Linked DNA regions of Canis lupus: region 2 is linked to region 1. The links are chromatin contacts, called in public Hi-C maps. All regions are on one chromosome and are shown on one strand. The core of a region is the stretch at or near the end of the contact, and the rest is flanking DNA. Distances in the headings are between cores, read along the strand shown. Region 1 holds the start of H1-2 (histone H1.2). Region 2 overlaps H1-6 (histone H1t).

Evidence for each region. Hi-C and Micro-C count contacts between places; a contact is called where the count stands out from the background.
Region 2: a contact with region 1 is called in a Hi-C map of blood, with 6 times the contacts expected there. The contact joins the enhancer-like site here to the promoter of H1-2 in region 1. A contact is called at or near these places in 6 of 9 Hi-C or Micro-C datasets (amygdala, blood, liver and 1 more).

The regions. Positions count from the first base shown.
Region 1 is chr35:25,424,942-25,429,765 of UU_Cfam_GSD_1.0, forward strand. H1-2 (histone H1.2) reads right to left here and starts at 1,655. Exons shown (of 2, transcript XM_038584341.1): 1 at 576-1,655. The coding sequence starts at 1,604. The coding sequence ends at 963.
Region 2 is chr35:25,458,148-25,462,709 of UU_Cfam_GSD_1.0, forward strand. H1-6 (histone H1t) reads right to left here. Exons shown (of 3, transcript XM_038584342.1): 2 at 1,568-4,562; 3 at 1,126-1,267. The coding sequence ends at 3,999. Among named protein-coding and RNA genes, the nearest start is that of HFE, 14 kb to the left of the region's middle. Within about 2 kb of position 1,499, at least 15 of the 20 cell types and tissues checked have an H3K27ac peak or open chromatin away from gene starts, as enhancers often do. A contact at or near this core is called in blood and liver, where this site is marked.

The DNA of each region.
Region 1 (4,824 bases), core at 405-2,904:
CAGGTAACACCGGGAATATAAACCCGAGCCCTTCATTAGAGACAACACCCCGCACCCCCATATATGTACACGTTTCCAAGTCTCCCCTACGTGGTTCCTCGCGTGGAAACTGGGGACTTGGGGCCGCACAGACGCGCAATCGGGACGCCTCGGTATCCAGAGGCTGACGTCTGCCTGAGATGAAGCTCCGCGGCCCGCCACCAGGACAAAATGGCCGACAGAAAGTGGTTTGTGCTGCGCTGCGACCCGTCACGCCTTGGTCCCAAGACACGGGACGCGAGGCACAAAGGGACCTGACCTGGCCCAGCGGTGCGCGGTGGCCGGGTGCCTGCGGGCAGCTGCGCACCGGCTGGAGCACGACCGCGCGGGGCTCCGGCGTCCGAGCCTCCCCTCCCCTCCCCTCCCCGCGGCCGACTACCGTCCCCAGACCGGACCCGCCGGCAGGACTCCAAACGTGGCACGGGTCCCAAGTACCGGATTCACGTCTTTATCAAGTGAAAAGGACAAGAGTCGGCCCGCTAGAAACAACAAACCGAGTACCCAGGAGACCGGACACCACCCAATAACAAACTCACGAGGAGAATCCGGGGCGGCGAGATGGGCCAACCCGCGAGCAGGGCGGGACTTTCAAATGACTTTCCGACCCAATCGGGGGATCCGTGAAGGCAGGGACTGGCAGGCGGGACGGACGGTGGTTCTCGGTGCTCGCAGCGCGGGGCGGGCGGGGCCTCCGGACGGCGCTTCCGCACCCCTCCTGCGAGGAGGCCCGGGGCACCGCGGAGCCCGGGACGCGCTCCCCGGCCCCGTTCCCGCTGGCGTAGGGGCTCCGGGCCGACCACCCACCGCGTCTTGGAACTTAAGGGTAAAGAGGCCGGAGTACAGAATGTTCAGCTCTTTCTCGGGGAGGAGTGGTGGCTCTGAAAAGAGCCTTTTTTGGGTTTTAGAAGCAAACGGTCAACAACCTACTTCTTTTTGGGCGCAGCCTTCTTGGGTTTGGTAACCTTGGGCTTGGCCGACTTGGGCTTCACGGCCTTAGCCGCGCTCTTGGCCGCCTTCTTGGGCTTGGCCGCCTTCGCCTTCTTGGGGCTCTTGGCCACCTTCTTGGCGACGGTGGCCGCGGCGGGCTTCTTGGCCTTCTTCGGGGTCTTCTTGGCGCTCTTCTTGGGGGTGCCGGTCCCCGCTGCCTTCTTGGGCTTCTTGGCCGTCCCCGCCGCCCGCTTGGGCTTGGCCGCGCCCGCCTTCTTGGCCTTGGGCTTGGCCTCCCCGGAGGCCGCCTTCTTGTTGAGCTTGAAGGAGCCCGAGGCGCCGGTGCCCTTGGTCTGCACCAGGGTCCCCTTGCTCACCAGGCTCTTGAGGCCCAGCTTGATGCGGCTGTTGTTCTTCTCCACGTCGTAGCCGGCGGCCGCCAGCGCCTTCTTGAGCGCGGCCAGGGACACGCCGCTGCGCTCCTTGGACGCGGCCACGGCCTTGGTGATGAGCTCGGACACCGGGGGCCCGGACGCCTTGCGGCGCGCCCCCGCAGGCTTCTTGGCAGCCTTCTTCTTTACGGGGGCCTTCTCCGCCGGGGGGGCGGCGGCGGGCGCGGCGGGCGCGGTCTCCGACATGCTGAGGATCCGGGGCTGGGGCCGAGTGGCAAAGCGCGGTAGGTGCGCCGGGCCCGGGCCGCCATATATATAGAGCGCAGGCGCGCGCTGATTGGTGCTCCGCTCGCCCCCTGGCTGGCAGGCTCCGAGCCGCCGCCGTGCGCCTAAGTTGTGTTTGTTCCACTTCACAAAAGGGGGAATATGTGAAAATGCCCCGCTCCAAATTCCCCGGCTTTGGTCGGGAAAGGATCCGAGAAGCCTCAGGCTTCGTGCTCTCGGTTTATTTTTCCCGCAGGCCCCAAGACGACGCGCCCAGGCGCCCCCAAGTCCCCTAACTCCGAGGGAAGTCCAGGACGGTCGGAGACCACTTTCTGTTTTTCTTCTAAATTACCTGTTCGCTCCTTTGCCCCCGAAAGTTCTTTTTCTCAGGGGTGGTTGGGCTCATGCTTCCCTTCTCTGGGAGACAAAAATGAAATGGTTTCCACTTCAGTTTTCACGATAATTCTGTTTCTTCGCGAGGGAAGTAACACAGGTCCTCTGTGAATTCTGCGCACAGATCCACAGGAACCGTGGACCGGGACAAGGATACCCGGGCCAGCCCAAAGCAGTTAGGGTCGGGCGAAAGGGGGTTCGGAAGCCTTGGGGGGCGGCCTGGATCCTGGTGGTGGTGGGGGGGTTAGAGACTTAAATCCTAGACTTGAAGACACTGAAATTCTTGATCAAATCCGTCTCTTCACAGATGGGGGCGGGGCACTTTTCACTTTTCCAAAGGGGAGAAATTGAGCAGTTTTTAACAAGGTCTCCGGTTCCCCTCTGGGTTGTGCAAGGCAGGGGGTCTGACCCTCGAGAATAGACATAATGAGGGAGAAGGGAGACCCCCTAAGGCTGCAAATAAATAAATAAATAAATAATTTAATTCCTCAATAGACTTGGCAGCTACAGACATTGAGATGATCTGTTTTCAAAGAAAACAGGCATTTATGTATTATAATTTTTATATGCTTCAATAAAGGGACACATTTCGGCACCGGAAAATTCTAGGTAGTAACCCAGGAACAATATCTGACCTGTGTTATGGTGTAGATGGACACTCTGGGAATTCAAAGATCTCGATAGAAGTAAAGCAGCTGACTTTAATGTGATACACTTTTATAAGATGAACTATAGGTTTGAAGTAAAGCAAAACGGATGGCAAAATTTTAAATAGAAATAGAGGGAAAGTACTAGAATATAGAAGTTATCAGGCCATTTCTCTGTTGTTGATAAGAATGCCTCTTCTCATCCCCTATAAAGCTGGTCTTACATATTCTTTTCGTTGTTGTTTTGGTCTTACTTATTCTATTCTTGTTTGCTTTACTTCTTTAAGGTTTGGTACTTCAGATTTCAGCCTTTGGTTGCCACAATTGCAATTTTTTCTTGAGAGAAAAAAATTGAATATACCCCACTAGTCATGTATTTAGTATAATTACATGTTTATATTTAGTGACAAAGGGAGTATTACAACTTACCAGAAATTCTCATTCAAATATACAGCTACATGAAAATATGTATTAAAGATGTCTTCCTTAGATTGTAATCAACATGTTGTAGAACTTAAGTTCAGTGATAATAAATGAGGCATCTTTTAGACTAAGGATAACTCTATGGTTTTATTGAATAACACTTGTTCAACATTTAGAAATTGTGTCTACTCCTGATCATGTCCTCTGGGAATTAACAGCCTAATAAGATTAGTGATGGATGAATTAGCAGCCATAGAAAACCACTTTAGACCTGCCATCCCTCACTGTGACTTTGGGTGTAAGAATTGTAAGAAGTTATTGAAAGTGTTTGAATAACTAAAGCACTTTTACCATGCTAATATACTTTGGTAACAATATAATAAAATAAAATAAGAACATGCCACTTTGTTCTGCTTCTCTGTGCAATGAGTCCTACCCAGCACCCTCCACCCCAGGCATCTGAAATTCAGTTAAGTGTACTTTACCATCAGGAAAATAGCAGTGTAGAGTCTCGATTGCCAGGTCACTGGACTTCCCTTCACTATAAATTGGTGTCCTGATTTACAAATCAGCAGCTTGTAAATTTGATTACTGTGGTTTAGTTCTCTAATATGATCACTCAAGTTGAATCAATCAAAACACATCTCCCTACATGCAAATCTGATGTCCAGATCTCAAGTCATTAGATAGGGGTCAGTTCTCAGTCTTTCTCCCAACCTCCTGGCCTCATGGTAGAGGCCAGAAGGCAGAGAAACAAGCAACCCTTCCCCAGATCCCTGTAACTTGTGATGAGAAAAGTTACCTAAAATTTAAAAACAAGGGAAAAATATTTCTTCATGTCATTCTAAGCTGTGTTAGGAAATTTTCTAGGTTCATTTGTGGGTCAGTTGATGCTCTAAGAATGCTCTACAATAAAATAGAATGTGAGTCACATATGTAATATGTGAGTTTTCTAGTAGTCACAATGGCAAAAAGAAAAAGAAAAAGATGAATTTAGTTTTAATAATATATTCTACTTTGGGGGGCGGGCAGGGGAGGGTTATTTTTCTAAATAAATTTCTTAAAAGAAAAAAATATATACATATTCTACTTCACTCAATATATCCAAACAATGACTGTTCCAACATGTAATCAATATTTTAAAAAATAAGATAGTTTAAGTTTCTTTTTTTCAAATGGCAAGTCTTCCAAATCTCCTGTATTTCATATTTGTAAAACATTTCATTTCAGACTAGCCACCTTACAGGTGCTCACTGGCCACCTGTGACTTTTAGCTATCGTCTGGACAGCCTAGCTTTCGAGAAGGTAACTGACTTCATAGGTACTCTTTGATTAGGTCCATAGTATGTAAAATTAGACATTCACTTGTAGAAGATTGATACACTTAATAAGGGTTTTATACAGTAGAGAGGCAAATGAACTCTTTCCAGTAGAGAAGATAACCCTAAGAGTGATGATTGCATTGCCCAGTAGTAGATCATTAACCAGTTTGTATCTGAGTTTTTCAGCCTCCCAGTATTTTTTCTTTCCCTAACTAAATACATCTTTCATTCTCCTATATCCTGCTTTGAGCCAACTTTATCATCCTGCTTACTTGCCCCTCATTAATGACTTACATCATTCTTTGTCACACACATGAGCCTTCTGTAAACAGTACTTGTATGAGACACATGTTTTTAACTTCTTGAAGATTATACTTTGGCACCTGGTTAGTCAGTTTGTTCTAAGTGCTCTAAATC
Region 2 (4,562 bases), core at 249-2,748, 33 kb after region 1:
GGTAAAAAGAAAACCAGATCTACAGGTTCCAGAGAGAGCACCAGCTTTGCCAAGCCTTATGACCAAGTAAGACCTGTACTCTTCCCAGAGTGGAAGGATCCATTTTTAATATACATCTGCATGTGTATGCCTTTTAAATATTTCTATCCTGACATTTGTGATTTTTGAGTCAATGTCATTGAAAAAATTTATAAAAGAGGACATCAGGAGAAGGGAATAGAAAAAGGAATAAGGTGTCAAAATAAAAGTGAAGTTTTATTAATGACAGAGTGGACAAAATAAAATTGAGGGAAAGCTGGCCTAAACCTCTGGTTGAATTGCAGAGGGCATTTGCTGGGATGCCTAACAAGGGTGGCTCACACCACAGATTTTTGCATGAGGTTATCATATTATATACGTGGTATTTTTATATCTTCCCATGAATTAAAAATCATGTTGAGATTTCAGTTTTACTTATAACCTCAGACCCAGCACCTTTTCTCTATAATGTTTGACATTTCTTCCTAGCTAAGTCCCCTTATAAAGTATCTGTTTGCAGTGGGGAGAGGGTTAAGTCAGGAACCTAAAAACCCTCAATCTGGAAAAGAGTATAACTACTTAATAATTCCAGAAGTGTTACAAATCATATGCCATTCAGAGCTTTTCTACCCTCTCCTGGGACTCCTCTCTTTTCACCTGAAAGATTAGGAGGTTATATATAATATGTGATCTGTCTCAGTCCATAGAATCATTTTAAGTATCCATAATAGGCATTTATTCATTAACCAGGATGGGCAGAGGTTAAACCTCGTTTCAACTAGAGTAAATCTGATCATGGACATTTTCAAAAGCTGTGAGAGGAGGCTAAGGAGAAAATTTTGATTTGACAGGGCTTCTCCCAATCACATTCAGATCCAATTCTGATCTATTCTTTTTTTTTTTTTTTTTTTTTAACTTAATGGGATTAGCCTTGTTTAAAACACCAATAATCTTATCAAAGGCCCTCCAGGGGAGGGCCCTGTAGGCTTTGTAATGACCTTAATCAAGTATTAGCCCTGCCCTACAATTAAGCCCCAACTCAACAAAACGTTTGTTCTCATCTCTAAACCCAGAGAAGTTTTGAAAAGGCATCAGTTGAGGAGGAAAGGGGAGCTTATTAGGAATTGCAGGCAGATCCGGCAGGCCCGGCAGGCCTGGAAGAGGGTCCAGGGGAGGGATGTCCAAGCTTATCTTTCGGTTCCCAGGTTCTCTCCCAGACTTGTAGAAACAGGAGTCACCCAATAAATGTCTGAAAGAGAACAAGAAGTTTTAATTTGCAATTATTCTTTTTTTGTTTGTTTCCAAACGTGGAGCCAGAGCTTTTAGATGGCCAAGCTTACGCTTTGTCCAGAATAAAGAAGGCCTTCTACATGCGACAGTTAAATAGGAATATTAAAAGAACGAGAGGGAAGGTCCCTTGACCTATAAATGCTCCATCCTTCGCATATTACCTCTACATCCTTTCCCCTAAGGAATTACGTAATTTATTAGTTATTGGACGGGAATAAAAAGAAACGATGAGTGGTTCTCTTTTCTTCAGCGGCTTTACCTGGTAGAAACATATTAAATTTGCAAACGCGCGAGGAAGAAACAACGCAGGAAAGAAAATTTTCAGCCGAAGAAGAGCCATAACCTGCGCGTCCGCGAAGACGCTCCGACGAAGAGCGAGGTTGCACCGGCCAATCAAAACGTCGAGATGGTGACGAGGTCTTCTTGCCCCGCCCCCAGGCTGACCTAATTTGGAAAACCATCAGGGGTGCTGTTCTCAATCAGGTCCGCAAATATCCTATTTAAAGGGCTGCGTGCCGGCGGAGGAGTCACTTCCTCGGCAACCATGTCTGGTCGCGGCAAGGGCGGGAAGGGGCTGGGCAAGGGCGGCGCCAAGCGCCACCGCAAGGTGCTGCGCGACAACATCCAGGGCATCACCAAGCCCGCCATCCGGCGGCTGGCCCGGCGCGGCGGCGTCAAGCGCATCTCGGGCCTCATCTACGAGGAGACCCGCGGGGTGCTCAAGGTGTTCCTGGAGAACGTGATCCGGGACGCCGTCACCTACACGGAGCACGCCAAGCGCAAGACGGTCACGGCCATGGACGTGGTCTATGCGCTCAAGCGCCAGGGCCGCACCCTCTACGGCTTCGGCGGCTGAGTGCGCCGCATCCGCCATTCTCGTAAACACCAAGGCCCTTTTCAGGGCCGCCCACGAAGTTATTTAAGGGGCTGTTGTGCTTGGTGTAAATTGTTAGGGTTACGGAGGTTCCCTCCGTATTACGTACGGGACTTCTGCATAGTATGATCATTAACGTTTATGCAGGGGTTTGCTCATGATGGGATAGCGCCACAGGAAAGTAATTTTTTGCAAAATGTTTTAAAGTCCATTACGTAAAGTGAAGTGGCTTTGGGGGAGTTTTACCGACTAATTGGTAGGTCACCGAAGGTACTTTGGAGGATCCTCGGTGTCCGCGGGAGGTAAACTGAAGGGGCGGGAGTTTCAGGGCAATATTTCCGTTGGCTAAAAAGGGTTGAATAGCTGTCCCCGGAACTGTAGGAAAAACCTTAACTTTTTTTTTTTTAGCCTGCTGAATGCCAGGCGCTCGGGATCGCAGGGCCAGTTCTGGACCGATTCGAGCAGAGCTCGGGACCTGCGGGCGGCCTGGCGGAGTCGGGTCAGCCCTCTCGTGGGCGTGGCCGCTGCACTCGGGACTTGAGGCCTTGCCAGGCCAGTGAGGCGTTTCCCGGCGCTGCAGCTCCAGCCTGAAAGCAAACTGGCCTCCATACCCAAGCAAGCACGGGCTGTGGTTGATTTCTATACAACTTTAAACCACTATGTTTATTCATTTCCCATTGTTGTCAGAGGCCCAATTACGTAAATGAGTTTAGAAAGGCTAGGCCCTAGTGAGTTATCTGTAGTACAAACTTGTATATTAAAGATTATCTATGCAAGATTGCATATACAAGTTTTGTACTGGGCTTTGTTCAAGGTTGCCCCAAACACCCAAGGCCCAAAATAAGATTAACACCATGAATTTAATATAGTAATCTTTAGGAGTGCTAAATCCCCAATTAAGTGAAAGCAGAAAAACTAATTTTGCTTAAAATGAGAAATGCTTTAACTTGGACCTTGGAGAACCTAATAATAGTTTTTGTGATTTAGTTCAGTTTGGACCTTAACTTGGCAGCTGCAATATTTCCATAAAGGTTTAATATCTCTCAGCTTGTGGAACACAATTTGGACAAGCCTACACACTCCCTTCATAAAATACATAGAATTAGGGGCACCTGGGTGACTCAGTGGTTGAATGTCTGACTTGGGCTCAGGTCATGATCCCTCAGTTCTGGGATGGAGTCCCACATGGGGTTTCCACAGGGAGCTTGCCTGTGTCTCTCATGATAAATAAAATCTTAAAAAAAAAAAAAAATTAAAATTGTATTCGACTAAAGCTATTATCAAACCAATTTCTTAAATGTGACTACAGTATTTTGGGAATGAGAATGTTATTTCAGTATGCTTTCAACTGTAAACTTAATATTACTTTTTACCAAATGAAAAACTCCCTCAATGACTTAAAATCCCCCAGTCCAAATCGTTATTGGATTCCCAGGTACTGACCCCCAGAAAGTTGTAGACAGTTAGGAAACCCTACTTAGTACAACACCGAATAAAAGATCAAACTGCAACGTAACCACTCAGAAAGAAGTCTGGTTTGTGCAGAGCTACCTCCATGCATTCCTCGACCTTAAGCATTAGTCTGCCCGGAGAAGTATGGAGGTTACCCAAGGCCATGTGCCCTACTCTAACTATAGTGTGCAGCAACCCACTTTTCGACGAGGCAAAGGACTTTGAAATAGATCCTTTCTACTTCTAAGAGACCTCATGAGCGACCGTATAGAAGCTTCTACAAGTTCAGTGCCATGCCGCTTTTAAAGCACTTGGAGTGGCTCTTAAAAGAGCCTTTGGGTTCGTTGAGGGGACTTGCTCTGGCTCACTTCTTGGACACCGCCTTCCGCGGGTTGACCTTCTGCTGGTTGAGCCTGGGCTTGGCCGCCTTGGGTTTCCCAGTGGGGGCCTTGCCTGGGCTCTTCCGGGGCTGTTTGTCTTTGGCGCCTTTGGCCTTCCTGCCACTACAAGCAGCCTTCTGTGCGCCTGCCCCCCCGGGCTTCTTGGCTTTGTTGGTCTTGGCAGCCTTCGGAGACTTGGAATCCCTGGACAAGACCAGCCTCTTGGTCTTGGTGGAAGGCGGCCTCTTGACCCTGCTCTTGGCAGGTGTAGGAAGAAGAGCCTTCTTGCTGAGCTTGAAGGAGCCCGAGGCGCCGGTGCCCTTGGTCTGCACCAGGGTCCCCTTGCTCACCAGGCTCTTGAGGCACAGCTTGATGCGGCTGTTGTTCTTCTCCACGTCGTAGCCGGCGGCCGCCAGCGCCTTCTTGAGCGCGGCCAGGGACATACCTGCTCGCTCCTGGGACACGGAGAGGGCTTCCATGATCAACTTGGACACAGAGAGGCCTGGGGCCTTGGGGGCGGCCTCTGGTATGCCCCCTGGTTTCCTCCC